Linked DNA regions of Sus scrofa: regions 2, 3, 4, 5 and 6 are each linked to region 1. The links are chromatin contacts, called in public HiChIP or PLAC-seq maps. All regions are on one chromosome and are shown on one strand. The core of a region is the stretch at or near the end of the contact, and the rest is flanking DNA. Distances in the headings are between cores, read along the strand shown. Region 1 overlaps DYM (dymeclin). Region 2 overlaps CTIF (CBP80/20-dependent translation initiation factor). Region 3 overlaps CTIF (CBP80/20-dependent translation initiation factor). Region 4 overlaps CTIF (CBP80/20-dependent translation initiation factor). Region 5 overlaps SMAD7 (SMAD family member 7). Region 6 holds the start of SMAD7 (SMAD family member 7).

Region 1 (3,111 bases), core at 273-2,772:
CAACTGGCTAAATTTCAAAATTACACCATAGACTATAGAAACAGAACTGTATTTCTTGTTCCTGTAAATTCTGTAGGTACTATTTAGTCTGGTTTCTACTCTCTAAACATGCAGTGCCTCCTGTTATTCAAAGCTACTAATCCTAAATTTCATAGTGTTGTATCCCAGATGACTAAGTTTGGCCTTAATTTTTGCTATAGTTTTGATTTCTTTTTTCTTCACAGAGTAATAGTAGATTCAAGCTGTTCTCAAAAGGTTTTTAACCCATTTTCACAAAGCAAGCATTTATAGGCAGATTTTCAAGGTAACCCAAAGGATATATTTTACATTTTACTTACCACTGGGGGAAGAAAAAGTAAGAGCAATTAGCAACTGAATGTAATTTCCAGGAGTGACTAAAGGTCTCGTTTCTCCTCTAATGAACAATTGTGTCATCCTTCTAACTGAATAAACAAGCAGAAGCTTTCTGGGGGATTTAAAATTATAGTTACTATCCATGTATGTACATTTTTTTATCCAGGTGACATTTAGACAAACTTTAAAATGTTTGTTATTTTAAGTTTATTCTTGGTGTATCTGATGTTGATTCAGTTAATCCTTTTCCTTTGTGCATTTATTCTCAAGTAGCACACACTAGAAGCCAGTAGGAAGCTCCAGTCCCCTATTGCTCAGGGCAGTAGAAGTTTATTGTATGGTCTCTACATCATGGCACACAGTGGTTGTGGCCACACTGGGAATCTGCGCAAAGAGTGGTTGTGTCTGGTTGGAGTGAGTCCACCTTTTAGGATTTATATAATGTCCTTCAGCCCTAAACTTCCCCAAGCATGTTTGAACATAGGGATGCAACAACATATAATAGTATTTTAGTATCATTTCTGTAAAATATTAGAAAGTAAAAGAAATGTTGGCAAATTAATCTAAAACCAGTGCATACGTAGCTGCAGGTAATTTTACTTCTGAGTATGCAGTAAAAATAGTATATTTGGGGAGTATTTTTCATAGTTTAGCAAATCGTAAAGTAGCCTCTGGATTGCTCTTACTGGTCAGGTAGAGAGCATCATTGTGGATTAACAGGTCCATAAAACCCAACGTTCTGTTGACTTTGTAATTCTTGCTATTTTCTTGTTTTGAATAACAGTATATTACTGTAGCAGGCAAGACATGGAGGTGATATGTTGTGATAGTCTAGTTTAAAGAAAAGAGCTCAAGAACCACTTCCTTTTTTTTTTTTTTTTTTTTTTTTCTTTTTTTTTGGTCTTTGTGCCTTTTCTAGGGCCGCTCCTGGGGCATATGGAGGTTCCCAGGCTTGGGGTCAAATCGGAGCTGTTGCCGCCGGCCTACACCACAGCCACAGCAACGCGGGATCCGAGCTGCATCTGCGAGCTACACCACAGCTCATGGCAACGCCGGGTCCTTAACCCACTGAGCAAGGCCAGGGATCAAAGGCGCAACCTCATGGTTCCTAGCCGGATTCATTAACCATTGCGCCACGACGGGAACTCCAAGAACCACTTCCTTGATTTCTGTGCCTGGCACTAAGCAGCAAATGCAACCCAGGCTACCAATTTGCATGACTCTTGGTGTGATGATGATAAGAGTTTGTGGTATTTCCTGTTACCATAGTTTAAAGAAATTGTATTTCACTCTTGCTGTCTGGTTTTCTAGTCCCTCCCTTCCTCTTTTGAATCTAATAATGATAATAGAACCTGTTTATACAGCAAATCTATATACATTAATAACTTGTGGTTTCACTGAAAGATGATCCAGTTGAGCTAGAACCATGATGAAAACTAAGAGGCATCAGTTGCAAATTTGTGAATGTAACTCATGTACGCATCTTCTCCTTAAGTGAGATCAAAGTCAGTTTGGCTTTAATTGGCACTGCTTTTTACAACTAAGATGGTAGTGGTTCTGTTCTGCTGTCATGGGAATATTACCCCAAACAGTAAAAAGAACTCTTAAAATTATTGTTTTGTTAACTAACTCAGCCCTGGTGTATTTGTATTCTTGGATTTGAATTTGTTGGCATGGGGCTTAAATCACTGCTCTCTATGTACTGAGGAATGTATATACCTGTATGAGTCAGAAATGAATCTGACTAGGAACTATGAGGTTGCTGGTTCAAACCTTGGCCTCGCTCAGTGGGTTAAGGATCCGGTGTTGCGGTGAGCTGTGGTGTAGTTTGCAGATGCTGCTCGGATCTGGCATTGCTGTGGCTCTGGCATAGGCTGGCAGCAGCAGCTCCTGATTAGACCCCTAGCCTGGGAACCTTCATATACCATGGGTGTGGCCCTACAAAGACAAAAAAAAAAAAGAATTAAAAAGACTAAGTAGTCTTCTCATAGGGTAATGTGGCCTTATTTGTTTATAGCATGTGGAAATTTAACATGCCTCCCCATAACCAAAACCATAGAACTAACTTTCCCAATACGTGTTGCATTCTTTTGCATAATGAAGCTATATGTATTATCGTGTTATTCCTAATCTGGTTCTGGGGAGTGCATTCTCTGTTTTTGTATATTTAGAGAAGCTGATTTTCCCTCTTACATAATCAAATGGTGTTTCTTCTGATGACTTATACTTGTATAAATGCAGTAGTTATTTCCTTGCCTATTAATATTTGTTATTCAAATATTTTTCTGAGGTGAGTTTAGTTTTCATTTTATTATTTTTAGATATGTTATCATTAAAAATATCTTTCTGGTGCCATCCTGTTTCAGCTTTGAATTTTAATTCATTGTTGTTTTAAATAAGCCATCATGTTCCAAAATTACAGCATTGGGAGTTCTTTTGTGGCTCAGCATTGTCAGCAACATGGCTCAGATCATTGCTAAGTATCTGGCATTGTCACTGCAACAGCTTGGGTCGCTGCTATGATGTGGGTTCAGTCCCTGGCCTAGGAACTTCCACATGCAGTAGGTGTGGCCAAGAAAGAATTACAGTGTTATCTAGAACTAATTATCTTCCTTTTTGAATGTAAAATCCCCCTGAAAAAAACATAAAATGCAAATGAAGTTTTTTTCATATATTAGTTCATTAGACTGGCTCACTTAATATCACTTTGGCTTAAAAGAGCTGGATTTCTGTGGGATGTTTTGTTTTTCTGATTTT
Region 2 (3,111 bases), core at 370-2,869, 430 kb after region 1:
GTGGGGGTGGGGGACAGCAGCTGCCCCAGGCTGCAGGCGCCGGGCATTCCTACTCTAAGCTCCCCACATGTCCCCAGAGTCCCCAGCCCCCTTTATAAGGCACAGGGAGCCAAGGAGTCTGTGTGGCCCCGCCAAGTCAGCCCGGAGGCCCGGAGGAGGGAACCCAATCCGAGGTGAGGTGGAGCCGCCCTCCTGTGCCAGCCCTAGGAGCTGCCGCCTGCAGCTTCCCAGAGCCCCTGGCATCTGACCTGTGGCCCTCTGGGTGCCCTGGGGGCCTGGGATCCAGCCAAGGAAGAGAAAGCCAGATGCCTGAGAGGGCCTGGGGGGTGGGTGGCGCTCATGCCCCCCGGGCGCTGCACGCTTTAAATAGCTCAGCTTCTCTCAGCCTAGCAGCCCGCCAGCTTCTTCTTACACTTTCCACACCAGAGACGGCTGATTTCTGGGTCTGGATGGGGAGCGGGTAAGAGGACGGGGTGACCTGGCCTCCATGGGCAGCGGAGTTGAGGAAGGAAAGCAAAGTTCCCTCTGTTCCTCTACAGCTCGTGGGACTTCATCCTCCAGGCCAGGCAAGCATCCTCAGCCCCTGATGGGTGAGGGCCTCATAAGCTCTCCTGTCTCCCAAGGGAGACGTGTGTACCCAAGCCAGGCCACACTCTGCTCAATAAACCCAAGACCAACACCCACATCCCAGAGAGCCTCCATGGCCTCCCTCCCTGCCCCAGGTCCGATTCCCGCAGGGCCCACTCTTGGTGGGGCCATGACCCACCACCGCCCCAGAACCTCCTGGGGCCCCTGCTCCTTCCTGCTGCCCCCGCCAGGCTCCTCTAGCCCGGCTCTGTCTTTGGCAGCCTCAGCATTCACCAGTCCAACCATCACAGCTCCTTCTGTTTAGGTGGCACTTTACAGTTTACAAACTATCTTCACAGCCTCATTTCATAAGAACTTTCCAACCACCCCGCACAATGCACAGGGTAGATATAAATAATCCCCCTTTTAGAGCCAACGAGACCAAGAGCCAGCGAGATTAGGGGATATATCTGAGTTCATAGGTCAAATCACTGATACAATCGAGACCGAAACCCAGGCCTTAACCATGTGCCCTGTACGAAGAATGTCCCCTCTTGCCGCGCCCCTCCCCTTCTCCCACTGTCTGGCAAGAGGGGACAGAGGAACATTGACAGGAACACAAGACAAGGGTGAGGGAGGGCAGGGTCACACGTCTTCTCTCCCAGGCCCTGAACCCTGCTGCTGGCTCCATAGGTCACTTTCACAACCCAGGACAAAAATCTCACTAGATACGGCCTCAGACCGCCTGGCTCCAGCCACCCTCGCCGGCAGACGCAGACACACAGAGAACAGGCTGTTATCTCTCCTCTCCAGCCCGTTTCCTACACTTCTCACACAGCAGATTTCTTCCAGCCTGGCTGCCTCTCCCAGTCACCACCCACAGCCACTGGCCCCTGGGGCCTGGCCAAGTCCCCTAGACAGTGACGCCGAGTCCCTGCTATCAGACAGTCGCCTCTGCCCTCCCAGCCGCCGCCCCCAGAGTTCCCTGGAAATGTCCCTTCTGCAGGCCCGGCCCCCACGGCGACGCATGGCTTTGTCTGCACACACAGCTGACTTGTGTTTGCAGGGACAGACAGGGGCTGGCGCTGGGGCCAGAGCCAGGAGGCGCTGGGAGGGTAGGGCAGACGACGGGGAAAACACAAAGTCCAGAGAACAAACTGTTGCAAGCAAGCCCTCTGGGGTCATTTGGGAGCCTGACAGCAAGGAGGGGGCTGGCGAAGCCAGAAGCTCCTCGAAGACAGGGATGGGGTACTTTACAAAGATACTTCGTCTGGTCTGAGTACAGCAAAGCTGTGCCAGCCAGGAAGGGTAGGTTGACAGAGGTGGGGGCCTGGGGACAGATGGCAGGGAGAGACAGGGCCTTGAGACCATCTACACTCCTTTCTCTGAAGCCCCACCCCAGCGCTCTGCCCCCTAGGTATACAGCGGGTGCTCTATAGGTGCTTGTTAAGCTCAGTCAGCCTCCAGCCATCTTGCCCCCATGGGGTTCTCATTCCAACCAGCTCTCAAGCAGGCTGCCTCTTCTGTCGGGGCTGGAGGGAGAGGAATGGGGCACCCGGGGCAATGCACCAGCACAGTATGTTTTTGAACTTCCCTTTTATAAGGCAGAAGAGCCACAGTGTCTGCGTGGTCACACCACGATTACAGGGAGAGGATGTGCACGCACCCCGGGCCACAGAGGCGCACAGGGGAAAGAGCTGTAGTAAGTGTCCCTCGCCTTCCCGCAGCCCCTCTTCCGACTTTGTCTGTTTTGAACTCTGGGCTACTTAACCAGATTCTGAAATGAAGCCACAGCTGCTGAAATGCATAGGGGTCATAATAAATCAAGCTTGGGGGTGGGGAAGGGAAGTTTAAAAAAAAAAAAAAAAAAAAGGCAAGGCATGGCAGCAGCAGGGAAGAAGGCTTTTCACAGTGTGGCTCCTTCTCCGGAGTGACACTCTGGGCTGGGTGCCGGGGAAACCTTAGAAGGGCTCCTTTGGGATTGAGCAACCAGGCTGCCTCGGCTCACACCCCAGGGTCCTCACTTCTTAATAATTTAGAATGTCAGAAATGAGACAGCATGCAGGCGTGCATGCTCTGTCTTCCTTTTGACTTTGCGGGCCTCATGTCCTGTCCTCTCAGGCTTGGTGGGCAGTGAGGAGTGGACCAACTAGTTGAAGATGCCGCCACTCCTTCCTCTGGCTTAGACAGGTGACAGAGGCTTGAAGCCTCATCTGAGACATGATCCACTTCCTCTGTGGCCAGGGCCTGTCATAGGAGACTTAAACTGCCCCTGACCATGGAGCTGCCAACAAAGGGGCACTCACAGATGCCCATGTGCCCAGGGCATCAGAAGCGCCCACTCAACAGGACCCACTGTAACTCAGAGTTGCAGCCTCCAGCCCCTGGGACTGCCAAGTGGAGCAAATCAAACTGACCTGAGTTCCCTTTGACTTTTTTCATGAATCACGATGGTTCTGGGCTGGAAACTAGTGGGTGGGATGGCCACGGAAGAGAAGCTGAGGCCAGCCGGGGACAGCCTGGTGGAGAGGGACACCTCTGCCC
Region 3 (3,111 bases), core at 199-2,698, 390 kb after region 1:
CGCTAGCTGTGTGGCTGTGAGCAAGCTGCCTGACCTCTCTGTTCTCTGGAAAATGGGGAGAAAAATCTTTAGGGTGTCACTTGAGTTAATAGACAAATGAAGGCATGAAGTGCTTTGGATAATGCCTTCCAGCATGCTATTGTCATTACTAAAAAATACCACAGGGTGATGTCAAAAGGATGGGATGCACTGCCTCCCTCGGAGGTGTACTTGGCTGGGGGTGGGGACAGGGGCACCTCCAGAGGAGGTGACCTGAGCTGGGCCTGGGAGGAGGTGTTTCAGGGCCAGGAAGACAGAGACTCCAAGGATGGGGTCCAAGATTTCAAGCCTGAGTGACCGAGAGAACATTAATTCAACTAGGTCAGAGTGTGGAAGGAAATGCCCGGGGAAGTCATTCTGGGGCAGGGTGGATCTCAGAGCTGGGTGTCCTCCAGCCTGAAGGGGCTCAGGGTCTAAGCACATGCTCAGTCTGAGTGAGCCCTGGGTGCAGTGAAAGTGACCTCCATGAGCAAGAAGTCCCCAAGACTGAGGATTTTATATCTTCCCCTGGACTTGTTCCAAAGATGGTACCAAGATGGATGGTGGGTCTCTGTTTGACTCTGGGGCATCAAGGGAGGAGGAGCAGGGGATGCCATGGGGGGTGGTACCAAAGCAGAGGATGGAGTGGACGTCTTATGATGGTGAGAAAAGGCAACTGGGATGTCCCCGCCTGGCTGCAGGGGAGCAACTGGGGTGTCCTGGGGCTGAGGCTGGGCCACATTAGGATGGGGACTGAACAGGAAGGTTTGGGGCACCACAGGCACATCCTGGGGGAGGGCTCCAGGCTTGACTTGGGATGTGCCTAGTGGGCAGCTGGAGATGCCAGCCTGGGGGTGGTTCAGAGAGTTGGGAGGACCCCAGGGCAAGGCGGGCCCTGGACATTTGGGGTCAGCCATCTGCGTGGCCCCCTGGGGAAGAGCCTAAACTTGCCCCTCATGGAGAAAGGCAGCAGCAGTGACTATGGCTTGTAGAAACTTCCTAGAGCTGGCTCAACCTGCTTTGGGGACAGGGGTCAGGCCTGCTTATGAGTGTATGAGGTAATAAGGTACAGGAGGCAGAGATGGACTCTAAGAATTCAGGGGTCTCCCCAGGCGGCCTCAAGCAGATAGCTTGGCCCACGGGATGGTGGTTTCCTCTTTTGCGAAATGATGAAAGCCACTGATGATTTAGTTACTCTTCTGGTTTACTGTCAGCCTGGTGTGGGGGGGGGGTGTCTGTGTGACCCTGTCCCAAGAGTTTACTGCAGCGAACAAGTCAGAGGAGGCTCCTTATTTCTGGCCTGTGCAGACCTCTTGGCACCTTCCGGATTTCACACCAGAAGGTTCGCACTACCTCAGGTGGCGTCAGAAGTGTCCTGACAGCCAGGGCCAGTGCTCAGCTGGGGCCCTGCTTCCTGCTTGGGGGAGCAGGTGACAACAACACCAAGAGGTGCCCAGATCACACAGAGGAAACATGTTGGGGTGATCCAGGTCACTGCCCTAGAACAGTGCTGCTCCCTGCCTGGAGGTGGGCTGTCGGGGGCGCAGGGCAACTCACCCAAGGATGGGAGGACCCCCGAAGGCCATCCGGGCCAGCCCCCTGCCTCCAAGAGGGCTGCCTTCAAAGCATCCCAAAGGGATGCAAAAAGCATAGCCATGGCCTCTCTGTGCAGCAGTTGCACTGAGGCCAGTTTGAGTGAAATCAATTTGGAAGAGGCCATTGTCTGCAGCTGAGAAACAAGTCTGAAATCAAGTACAGTTGTCAAGAAACTTTGGCGATGTGGCGTAGCAGAGGCTTAGGGGGTCACGAAACACCCAGCAGAGGTCTGTGTGCTCTGCTTTTATGTGCACCCACGCGGTCTGGAGACAACGAGCTATTTTCTGATAAATGCTTCAAAAACATTTACAAACACCCCCTCCCTTCTCTTGAATTGCTCTCTTTTCTTCCTTTCAGAAGCACAAAAAATGGCTCTTGATGGCATACCTCCCCTTTAGCTGACAATTCCCTCTCCCTGGGGTCTTTCACGGAAACACTTCTCCAAAAGCTTGTCTGCATGGGGTTCCTCACCTTCACTGACTCCCCAGCGCTGCCGAGGTAGCTTTTGCGCTCACTCCACTGACACCATGGGGTCCCTGACCTCCTTGTTGCCAAACCCCGGCCACTTCTCCGTCCCGGTCCCCTTGATTCCCCTGAGGTCGCTCCTCCTGACATCTTGGGACCAGCTGCTGAAAGTGGGAGGGGACAGCACCTGGGAGGGGTGGTCTGGCCCCGCCCCTGAGGGAGGAGCGCTGTGACCATTGGCGCCCTCCTGGCTTCTTTCCAGCCTTCTCTCCTCCACTCCCCCAGCGCACCCTATCTGGTCCCCAACACCAGGTACACGCTGACCCAACGCTCAAGCCTGTGTCGCTAGGGCCAACCTCTTCTGGATCATCAGACACATCAGACAATTCCATTGGAGCAGCAGAGGGACAGCTCCCTGGGGATGGAAAACAGGCCACCCAAACTCCTGGTTGCCATTCCCACTCTATCTGCTTCCAGCTTCCTCATCCCAGGAAACGGTGCCAGCAGGCTGGTAAAGGAGGATCCCGAACGCTCCCTCCCTTCTCTGTATCTCTGGTCAGAAGTCCTGCTGGTTCTAACACAAAGATACAACTGGAAGGCACATGGCCTTCCCCCTCCTCTTTCATGACTGTTTTGAGCCACCAGCCTCTCACTTGGACCCAACAGCTTCCACGTTTGCCCCTTCAAGTCTACCCCCTCTCATAGGGTTATTATGGGCAGGGCAAGCACTCCCCTTGACTTCTTGCTCCTTAAAAGTTTTCTGATTATCCTTATTTATTTCTTTTTCAGAGGAAATTTAGAAAGAACCATTTTTTAAAAAAATAAATAATTCAATGGTAAACCACTACAGTCCAAAGATCTGTTCCTTCAAGTAATTTTTCCCCCCTCCTTTCTGCAGGCAGTGTTCTAGATTATGAATGACCACAGTCATTTATAGTAATATTTTCCTTTCAGGGGACTATTTATTTTTTAGTTTTCTTTTCCCTCCCTCCTTTCCTTCCTTCCTCCATTCCTCCCTCCCCCCACTTTTTT
Region 4 (3,111 bases), core at 260-2,759, 370 kb after region 1:
TTCCAAGAAGGGGTCTCCTGAGGGCTGCATCACACCTTCCGGGGCCTCAATCAGCCCCTGGCCTGTATTTTGGGACTGCCTACTCCAGCTGCCAAGCTCTGAGCTTTCTGCATATTTTAAAATCCATTGTATCCTTATGCTGGTTTACCTGAGGTAAATATCATTGTCATTATCTTCCTTTTAGAGTTGCAGAAACGGAGTCACAGAGAGTGACATGAATGTCCAACGAGCACACGGGTAATGGAAAACCGGCTTGGAACCCAGGTCTCGTCTGCCTCCAAAGGCAAAGGACATAACTGCTGCCCCATGAGTAAGTCCCACATACACAAGGTTAATGGGGAGAGGTCAGCGAAAGGCGGGGTGACCGCACACCTGGTGTGCCTGGGATGGTCACAGTGTTCACCCCAAATAACTAGTAATGGCACTCCTTTGGGAATCTTGCATGATACCACTACACCAGTGGCACTGATAATGGCACTCCTTTGGCTCTCCAAAGTGCCCTGACTTGGATGATGACACTATAATCACCATATATTATAATATAGTCATATATTATATATTCTAGGTGATCAATAATCATATATTGTAATATACTCTTTCTATATTAAAGACAAGGGCAGCCCCCCACCTCTGCGACCCGACCAGACAGTACATCTCTGGCCTGGTGTATCATCTCTCCTCTTGGTACCCAAGCGCTCCTGTCCATCTCTGAGGAGCTTAGCAGATGAGGGAGAGAGAAGGGCTCTGAAGGTGACAAAATGCCCCTGCTCCCAGGGAGAGGTGGTTATCATGGCAGAAGGTCAGGACACCTGCCGCAAGGCCTCACTTGACCTCACCTGGGGCTGCCAGCGCGAACTGCTTCCCTAGGATGGGAGCCGGAACTGGATGGGACTATGGTAAGAGGTGCACGGTCTACCGCTCTCCGCTAGAGGGGCGGGGCCCTGGGCAGAGCAGATGAAGAAGAAGCAGATGGAAAAGCAGCTGTTCTCCAAACTTTCTCTGGGGGAGCCCAGCCAGGAGGGCTTGGCCCGGAGATAGCAGGTGGCACCTGGGACCATCATCCCCCCACGATAGCATCCTCTGGATGCCTCTCTGAAGGAATGACAGCATGTTGTGTCTGACCCAGTGTGTATGGCTCCCTGAGACAAGGAGAGGGGGTGGGCTAGCTGGCGGGGGGTACCCTGAGGCTTCAGGCATTGGGCAGACACCCCTCACCAGGTCAGTCTGAACTCATAGGTCCCTCCTGGTGCCCATCAGGCTGGGACCCCGGCCAGCATAAGGAGAGGGCAGAGCGGGGAGGACAGCCCAGATTGTCATCTGCTCTTAGGGGGGCCTCCCCTGACCCCTGGCCCTTGGCTTCCCTCAACCTCCACCCACCTGAGGCCTGGACTTGACCTTGTGGGTTTTGGTGGGGGCAGGGGAGGGTGTGAGAAGCTTCTCTGGTGGAGGGAACTAGCTGCCTGCAAAGGCATTTTCCGCTCTCTAAAGTAAACAATCAAACAGGAAATTAATCGAGAAACCCACATCAACGGAAGGTTCAGGTTGTGATTTTCACAGCCCCAGAGCCAGGAAATTCAAAGTTATAGTTCCCATAGCAACTCGCCCATAGAATCGGGGGCCCCACAGCCACTGGGCTGGAATGAGACCTTGGAAGGTCAACTAGGCCAGCTCCTTGCCTCCAGGAAGTGCAGCTCTACAGCAAGTTTGAAGGCGCCAGGGTAGTATTGCTCTTCTCCCAGGGAGCCTGGGACAATGTCAGGACCTGCAAGGCCTGGGCTTTACTTTCAGTTCTCAGTGACGAGCCTTGTAAACCCTGCAATCAGCTGATAGCTCTGAGCTTCCGTTTTCTTTTTAATTTTTTTCAAAATTATAGTTGATTTACCATGTTGTCAGTTTCTGCTGTACAGCAAAGTGATGACCCAATCATATATATATATATATATATATATATATATATATATATATGAATTCTTTTTCTTATATTCCATCATGTTCTATCACAAGTGATTGGATATAGTTCCCTGCGCTATACAGCAGGACCTCACAGCTTATCCATGCTAAATGCAATAGTTTGCATCTACTAATTCCAAACTCCCCGTCCATCCTACTCCCTCCCGCATCCCCTCCATGTCCATGAGTCTGTTTCTGTTCAGCTTCACTTTTCCATATCCCCATAACCATTATTCCTGTATCCCTGTGTTCTATAAATTAGAAATAAGATTTATGCCTGCAAGACGCTCAAGTGAGGGGCTGAGTGAGGCATACTTATTCTTACATCTCCCAGCCCTTGTTCTACTTGGGCCCATAACCACCCCCATCTCTGGACCTTGTGATTGGCCTTGACGCCCCCCCCCCACCCCCGCCTCCATGCTGTGGTTATTTTTCCTCCAAGAAACCTCTCCATTGATTGACAGGGCCAAAAGCTTTCAGCCAGCCTCCAAGGTGGCTACATTTTTCAGATGTCCTTGTCTCTTCAACTTGCCCTTCCACCCCTCCTGGACCAAATATATAATAGTAGCTCAAGCTGCACTTACTGCTCCCCTGACTGATAACCAAGTGGCCTGAATGGAACCAGAGGTAAGCTCCCCCCACCCCACCCCCCGTTCAAGCCTGTGGGGGGTTGTACGTCTTGGGTGGGGTTTTCTTTTGTGTGCGACTAGTGAGGAGTCCCGCCTGGCAGGAAAGGAGATAAGGGCGTTGGAGCTCCACTGAGAAGGAAACAGTCTGGAATCCTTCCCCGAGAGTCACCCTGCCCTCCCACCCGAGATGACCACGAGAGCCGGCTGGCCTTATCGGCGAGGTTCTGCAGCCCAGGCCCAGGGACCCCTGGGATAACACAGGCCGAGGCAGGAGCGGGCACTCCCGGGCAATGGGCCTGTAGTAAAGGGTGCCCGGCCCGCCCGCCCACCCGCCCGCCAGCCTGGCTCTGGAGACGAGCCGTGAATTGAGCAAAGCAGTGGAAAGAGAAGTGGCGCCTGCTGGAAAGCAGACAGAGCGGCTCCTGGATTTCCTAACAGGCACAGCCGCGTGCCAGGGCCGATGGGCCAGCTCAGAGTGCCCGCCCGGCCTCGCTTGCGAAACAGCTCTTTCCTCCCCTGGGTGAGCTTTCCC
Region 5 (3,111 bases), core at 306-2,805, 290 kb after region 1:
AGCAAAAGAAAAGAGATATCAGGGTGCTAGGGGGCTGCTGGGTGACATGGGGGGGGTCCTGCTGCCCCCGATTAGGGCACCAAGTGGGCTTTCAGGGGCCTTATTCACATCCAGGGACACCCACACGCTGCTGTTTATCTGGGCTGGGCCATTAACCTCAACAGCAAAAGGCTTTTTCCAGGGGATGTCTGGCAGCAAATTGCTGGGTGGACTGGCGGGCAGCACAGATGAAAGAGAAACCCGCCAGAAGGCCCCCCCCCTTCCCCTCCCCTCCGCTGGGCGACCTCAATCCTCTGCCCCCGCCCAGCTTCCTCAGCCCACAGAGGCCCCCCATCCCTTGTCTGTGGGCCTGGCACCGGGGCAATTTGATCCCTAGGACCCTGTCCTCCTCCTCCCCCTCCCCCTGCCTCACCTCCCTGCTCCAGCGGGTGCCAGGTTTCAGGGGAGCTCCATGAAACAAAGTATTGTGAGGCTCCCCCAAGGGTCTCCCGAACCTTCCTCCCAGCAACTCTCGAGTCTTCCTTTCCAGGCCAATTTGTTGTCCCGAGTTGGGAGCATAAGCGATAGCTTATATTTCCAAACACCCTCCCCGCTCAGACAGGCAGGCAGGTAAGGGCTTTCTCCTCCCTCAGCAAACTTGGCTGCCAGGACATTTTTATTTACATGGATGTTATGGGTCTTTGGTGTAGCCTTCAGAGCTGAACTCCCTCGGCAAGAGGGTTCAAAGATTGCCAGCGCTCGCGAGTTTATTAGCAGTTGATGGATACTTTGCAGAAACAAGTTAATGCCTGACGAGTCACCTTCAGCTTGGAGCCCTGGTCCCTCTCGTTTTTCCATATGTTCCCGGGTGTGTGCTTGCAAACACACACACACACAGAGCACACACTCGAAGTGCGTTCACACTATGCTCATGGACACAGCCTCTCCCACACTTGAGCTTTAGAGATGCATGGGGGACGCAGGTGACCAAGTTTCTGGTGTTGATATTTCATGGGGTTGGGGTTGAGGGGAGGAAGGACCCCTCAGCTTTCCCCATTTTTGTAGCTGTCCCAGCCGGTGGGGTGTCTAGGGGATTGCCACTCAGGGTGGGTGTTGGTGGCTGCCTCGATGGGTAGTACATTTGTACAGACTTATTCATACATAGGATGCCTCCATGCAAGACTGGCTGCTGCTTTAAAAAAAAAAAAAAAAAAAAAAAAGTTAATGGAGCTGCCTGGTTTGGCTCCCAGGCCCGAACATGCCTAGAAACGTTGGAAGGAGTTGGCATGCTGAGCTGCCCTGGCTCCCCGGCCTGCGGGGATGGCGGGATGCGGGGCCTGAGCCCTCCTCCAACCCCCAGCCGCTGTGCCATATAACCCATCATCGCTTCCAAAAATCAAAAAGGCCTAACAGAGCAAAAGACACCTCCCGCCAACCCCTGCCTTCAACCCCAAGCCCCCCAGTAACAGAGAAGCAGGAGCTTACAGGGAGGGCGGGAGGAGGGCTCTGCCGCCGGCCCTGCTCTCCCCTGCCTTTCCCCATTTTTGTTAACAAATACAAGACTTCCGGTCTCCGCCCTGCCACCACAAACCGCAGCGTTCCTGCAGCCCGGCTGGGCTCGGGAGATTTATGGCTCCCAGTCTGAGGCCTACCCCGCCGGCTCCAGCTTGAGGAAGAGTCGGAATGCCAGCCGCCGGGGCCCCCTGGCTTCCATATATCCTCCCTTTTAAAAGACCTCCAAGCGCCTGTTCAGGAAAAATCACCTTAGCAGACTCACCCCAGCCTCCCCTGCTGGCTGCCGTGGGAAGAAAGCACGTCTAGGAAAGCCGGGGTGGGGCCTCCAGGGGCGGACAGAAGAAGGAGGGGGAGGACACCCAGTCTAGATGCTTCTGGGGAGGGAGGGGGAGGAGGAGGAGGAGGGTTCCCCCCCGCCAAAGGCATGGTTGTACCCACTTGAGACACACAATCTTCCATCTGGGCCGGAGGTAGTCGGGGCTGACACCAAGTTGCATGTTGTGACTTGGCGTGTTGACAGGAGCTCACCCTTTGTGTACAGAGCTGCCGGGGACAGACACACTGAGTTGTTTTTCTATTAGGAAGATAGGTATTTTTATCCCAAGCCACCTCCATTAAAGTTTCCCCCAGACAGTGCTCCCTGATGACCAAGGCATTGATCTGAGGACTGGGTGACAAGCACAGAGACTGTTTAGCAGGTGGTCCTGGGGTCAAGGTCTGGCTGTGTCATCCCTGGGGCCTGAGCAACAGACTTCCTGAGGCCAGGTTTTCTCATGAGGATGACAAGGGGCTGGAGCAGCTGGCCTGCAAGGTTCCATCCAGTTTAAAGGACTATAATTTTAGACCTGTCTAGAAGGCCTCTCCCAGCCCTAAAAGTAAGCCCTCCAACTAAGTTACTAAGTGGTCCTGGCTTCTGATTCTGCAGGGATGGGGCTTCCACTGGTAGGGTTGGTGTCCTGGGTTCCTGATAGGATGCGGGGGAGCAGAGGGATCAGGGACCCCCATGCTTTAGAGGCCCCGCTCTTCCATCACTGGGTTAAGATCTCCAAGCCCCCCATAGGGGAACTGTACAGCCTGTGGCACATCCAGTGCCCTATCATCTCTTTCTGTCTTGCACTGAGAAACAGTGGGCCTGGCGGCCCAGGAGTGCGGATGTGCACGTCATCTTGGTTTGGGAGGAAGAGGAAAATGCCAGTCCCCATCATCACCCACCATGTCTGCCATTTTGTCTTCTAGATTCCCAACTTCTTCTGGAGCCTGGGGATCGGTCACACTGGTGCGTGGTGGCATACTGGGAGGAGAAGACGAGAGTGGGGAGGCTCTACTGTGTCCAGGAGCCCTCCCTGGATATCTTTTATGATCTACCTCAGGGGAATGGCTTTTGCCTTGGACAGCTCAATTCGGACAACAAGAGTCAGCTGGTGCAGAAAGTGCGGAGCAAGATCGGCTGTGGCATCCAGCTCACGCGGGAAGTGGATGGCGTGTGGGTGTACAACCGCAGCAGTTACCCCATCTTCATCAAGTCAGCCACACTGGACAACCCGGACTCCAGGACGCTGTTGGTACACAAAGTGTTCCCCGGTTTCTCCATCAAGGCTTTTGACTATGAGAAAGCGT
Region 6 (3,111 bases), core at 321-2,820, 260 kb after region 1:
GCTCGGCGCACGGAGGATCCTGTCCCCGAACCGCGCCAGGCGAGCCAGCCGGGCGCCGTGCTCTGTCCGCTCGCCGCGCGGGAGAGAGCTGCCCGAGACAGAGCCAGCCCGCCGGCGCCGAGCTGCCGAGCGCCTGGCCCAGGAGTCCCTGGTGCGGCGCGGCGAGCCCCCGGCGGCGGCAGAAGGACTCGAGCGCCAGGAGAGGGCGGACGGGGGACAAGGAGGCTCCCGGGCGCGACGAGGAGAGTCTCGGAGGAGAAGGCGGCGTGAGGGACACCGGGGCCTCCAGCCGACGCAGCCTTGTCGGGGCGAGCAGCCCATAAGGGGAGCCCCGGCTCCCAGGGGAGGGGACACCGGCGGCCCCCGCGCTAGCGAGCGGAGGGCGAGAGCGCGCGACCCGCCAGGGGCCCGCCGCGGCCGCCGCGCCGCCCTCCCCCGCGCTGTCAGCCCCGCGGGGCGCAGCCGCCGCCGCAGCATCTTCTGCCCCTGCGCCCCCGCCAGCCCCGAGGAAGTCCCCGCCGAGGACTAGGGCCCCCGGGAGCTCAGGAGGAAAGACCAGAGACTCCTCCAAATCACCCAGATGCGAAGGATTGAAACAGCCTAGCCAAAGCTTTCTGTGGATTAAAAAAATACACGGCTTTTTTTTTTTTTCCCCCGAAGAAAAGGAGAGGAAGACCAGTGGGGCTCTGCAAGGAAAAAGGGGAATGTAACTCGTGGATACCTTTTTTCCACCCCTCAGACGTCTTGTTCTACTTTGTAAACATTTTCTTTTTTTAAACCCCAGCTCCAGCCAGACGCCCCCAGACCTCCGGGGTGCGAGGAGGTGGTGGTTTTCATTTTGGGCTTTGCGTATTTGGTTCTTAGATTTTGAGAGAACCTCCTTATTTCGCCAAACATCTCCTGCGGGGTGAAGTCCACTCGGCCCCCTCCCCCGAGTCTTCGTGTGCACGGAATTCAAGGAGATCCGGTTACTAAGGATATAGAAGAAAAAAATAAATCGCGTGCCTGCCTTTTTTTTTTTTTTTTTAATTGCCTCCTTCTCCCCACCCCCAAATTAAGTTGCTTAGGAAGGGGAAAAGAGGCTTTTTCCTCCCTCCGGCAGCCCAGCCGAACGCCTTTCTTTTTTTGCCCCCGCGGATCTTCCATGTAGGAAGCCAAGGCTGGCGAGCCCGACACTCGGGAGCCGCTGCGGGGGGGCCTCTTTTTGGGGAGGCGCCGACCGGGGTAGGCTTCGCCGCCCCCAGGGAAGCGGCGGCCGCGTTCCTCCGGGGTGCGCCGGGGCCCGAGAGCAGCGCGCGGCTCGGGCCGCGCGGGGTGGGGCAGCCGGAGCGCAGGCCCCCGAGCCCCGGCGGGCGCCTCCGGGCCCCCGCGCGCCCCCCGGCCTCCGGGAGACTGGCGCATGCCACGGAGCGCCCCTCGGGCCGCCGCCGCTCCTGCCCGGGCCCCTGCTGCTGCTGCTGTCGCCTGCGCCTGCTGCCCCAACTCGGCGCCCGACTTCTTCATGGTGTGCGGAGGTCATGTTCGCTCCTTAGCCGGCAAACGACTTTTCTCCTCGCCTCCTCGCCCCGCATGTTCAGGACCAAACGATCTGCGCTCGTCCGGCGTCTCTGGAGGAGCCGTGCGCCCGGCGGCGAGGACGAGGAGGAGGGCGCGTGGGGAGGCGGTGGAGGAGGCGAGCTGCGGGGAGAAGGGGCGACGGACGGCCGGGCACATGGGGCCGGTGGCGGCGGCGCAGGCAGGGCTGGCTGCTGCCTGGGCAAGGCGGTGCGAGGTGCCAAAGGTCACCACCATCCCCACCCCCCAGCCGCGGGCGCCGGCGTGGCCGGGGGCGCCGAGGCGGATCTGAAGGCGCTCACGCACTCGGTGCTTAAGAAACTGAAGGAACGGCAGCTGGAGCTGCTGCTCCAGGCCGTGGAGTCCCGCGGCGGTACGCGCACGGCGTGCCTCTTGCTGCCCGGCCGCCTGGACTGCAGGCTGGGCCTGGGGGCGCCTGCCGGCTCACAGCCCGCGCAGCCGCCCTCGTCCTACTCGCTCCCCCTCCTGCTGTGCAAAGTGTTCAGGTGGCCGGATCTCAGGCATTCCTCGGAAGTCAAGAGGCTGTGTTGCTGTGAATCTTACGGGAAGATCAACCCCGAGCTGGTGTGCTGCAACCCCCATCACCTTAGCCGACTCTGCGAACTAGGTAAGAAGTTGTTCTGCGCCCACCCACCTCTCCCCTTGGCGCTCAAGTAGTGAAAGAAAAGCCCCCTTCGGCTGTGTGTTTGTGCAGCTGTCTCGCCAGAGGGGAGAGTACATCCCCTCCTGGGAGAAGACTAGAGGGACAAAGGTAGAGAAGGGACTGGGGGGAACCTGGAAAGGCATTCCCTGGGGGTTCCCTTACAGTTTTTTTCTCCTCCTCTGTTTCCCCTAGCGGGGTTTTGGGCACTGCTCATGCACACACTCTACAGACCGGGGGTTAAAAATTAGATAGATTTCTCATTTCCGGATCAACCAAGGGGTGCAGAGAGAAGTGTGTGGGGGGGAGGAGGGGGGGTCACGCCTCCCCTGCACCCGGAAAGGCGTTGAGGTGTGTGGCCGAGTTGGATTCGGTCCAAGCCCGCCAAGGAAGGCTGGGAGAAGCAGTTGTAAAGACTGGAACGTCTCTGCCTGCTCCTTTAGTAAATAAGGAGAGTCCTGTCGGGCACAAGTGGCTGGGAAAGTGCCCTGTCCGGAGTAGCTTTGTGTTTTGGGGCGAAGAGAGTTTGATGGGCGGCGGCGCTGGATATCTGCTCTCAACTCTGCCAGCCCAGGGTGGAAGAGGACAAGCAGTCAGGAGAAGTTGGGTGCCCTCTGCTTTTTCCTTTCTTCCTGCACAGGAAAGCACAGTTCCTGACTGCAGAAGGGTCGGGCCCCAGCCCTCCCTGACGACACGGCCCCTTAACAGCTCTGGGGCCTGGGCTTCTCAGCTGAGATCCCAGCCTCCTGCATTGCTTTCCTTTTCTCTGCATATTTGTGTGGGGCGGGGGTGCACCCGGGGCGTTCACAAATCCAAGTTCACCAGCGGACTTGGGGTAAACCTCGCGGGTGGGCTGGGAGAGGGGAGCCCCGAGTTCCCCCGCGCGGTGTGGAGAG

The links. HiChIP or PLAC-seq counts read pairs in DNA pulled down with a chosen protein or histone mark.
Region 2: an H3K27ac HiChIP or PLAC-seq map of alveolar macrophages shows a contact between it and region 1. The contact joins two enhancer-like sites. A contact is called at or near these places in 1 of 47 Hi-C or Micro-C datasets (embryonic fibroblasts) and 2 of 2 datasets of contacts at active chromatin or transcription factors (alveolar macrophages and skeletal muscle).
Region 3: an H3K27ac HiChIP or PLAC-seq map of alveolar macrophages shows a contact between it and region 1. The contact joins two enhancer-like sites. A contact is called at or near these places in 1 of 47 Hi-C or Micro-C datasets (embryonic fibroblasts) and 1 of 2 datasets of contacts at active chromatin or transcription factors (alveolar macrophages).
Region 4: a contact with region 1 is called in an H3K27ac HiChIP or PLAC-seq map of alveolar macrophages. The contact joins two enhancer-like sites. A contact is called at or near these places in 1 of 47 Hi-C or Micro-C datasets (embryonic fibroblasts) and 2 of 2 datasets of contacts at active chromatin or transcription factors (alveolar macrophages and skeletal muscle).
Region 5: a contact with region 1 is called in an H3K27ac HiChIP or PLAC-seq map of alveolar macrophages. The contact joins two enhancer-like sites. A contact is called at or near these places in 1 of 47 Hi-C or Micro-C datasets (embryonic fibroblasts) and 1 of 2 datasets of contacts at active chromatin or transcription factors (alveolar macrophages).
Region 6: an H3K27ac HiChIP or PLAC-seq map of alveolar macrophages shows a contact between it and region 1. The contact joins the promoter of SMAD7 here to the enhancer-like site in region 1. A contact is called at or near these places in 1 of 5 promoter capture datasets (liver), 3 of 47 Hi-C or Micro-C datasets (embryonic fibroblasts, fetal heart ventricle and liver) and 2 of 2 datasets of contacts at active chromatin or transcription factors (alveolar macrophages and skeletal muscle).

The regions. Positions count from the first base shown.
Region 1 is chr1:98,804,067-98,807,177 of Sscrofa11.1, reverse strand. All of the region lies in intron 13 of DYM (dymeclin), which reads left to right. Among named protein-coding and RNA genes, the nearest start is that of DYM, 220 kb to the left of the region's middle. Within about 2 kb of position 1,522, at least 2 of the 83 cell types and tissues checked have an H3K27ac peak or open chromatin away from gene starts, as enhancers often do. A contact at or near this core is called in alveolar macrophages, where this site is marked.
Region 2 is chr1:98,374,304-98,377,414 of Sscrofa11.1, reverse strand. All of the region lies in intron 9 of CTIF (CBP80/20-dependent translation initiation factor), which reads right to left. Among named protein-coding and RNA genes, the nearest start is that of TRNAD-GUC, 150 kb to the right of the region's middle. Within about 2 kb of position 1,619, at least 51 of the 83 cell types and tissues checked have an H3K27ac peak or open chromatin away from gene starts, as enhancers often do. A contact at or near this core is called in alveolar macrophages, where this site is marked.
Region 3 is chr1:98,409,943-98,413,053 of Sscrofa11.1, reverse strand. The region is part of intron 10 of CTIF (CBP80/20-dependent translation initiation factor); the gene reads right to left. Among named protein-coding and RNA genes, the nearest start is that of SMAD7, 130 kb to the left of the region's middle. Within about 2 kb of position 1,448, at least 1 of the 83 cell types and tissues checked has an H3K27ac peak or open chromatin away from gene starts, as enhancers often do. A contact at or near this core is called in alveolar macrophages, where this site is marked.
Region 4 is chr1:98,433,164-98,436,274 of Sscrofa11.1, reverse strand. All of the region lies in intron 10 of CTIF (CBP80/20-dependent translation initiation factor), which reads right to left. Among named protein-coding and RNA genes, the nearest start is that of SMAD7, 110 kb to the left of the region's middle. Within about 2 kb of position 1,509, at least 35 of the 83 cell types and tissues checked have an H3K27ac peak or open chromatin away from gene starts, as enhancers often do. A contact at or near this core is called in alveolar macrophages, where this site is marked.
Region 5 is chr1:98,514,440-98,517,550 of Sscrofa11.1, reverse strand. It overlaps SMAD7 (SMAD family member 7), which reads left to right. Exons shown (of 4, transcript NM_001244175.1): 4 at 2,731-3,111. Among named protein-coding and RNA genes, the nearest start is that of SMAD7, 26 kb to the left of the region's middle. Within about 2 kb of position 1,555, at least 37 of the 83 cell types and tissues checked have an H3K27ac peak or open chromatin away from gene starts, as enhancers often do. A contact at or near this core is called in alveolar macrophages, where this site is marked.
Region 6 is chr1:98,540,774-98,543,884 of Sscrofa11.1, reverse strand. SMAD7 (SMAD family member 7) reads left to right here and starts at 1,570. Exons shown (of 4, transcript NM_001244175.1): 1 at 1,570-2,182. The coding sequence starts at 1,570.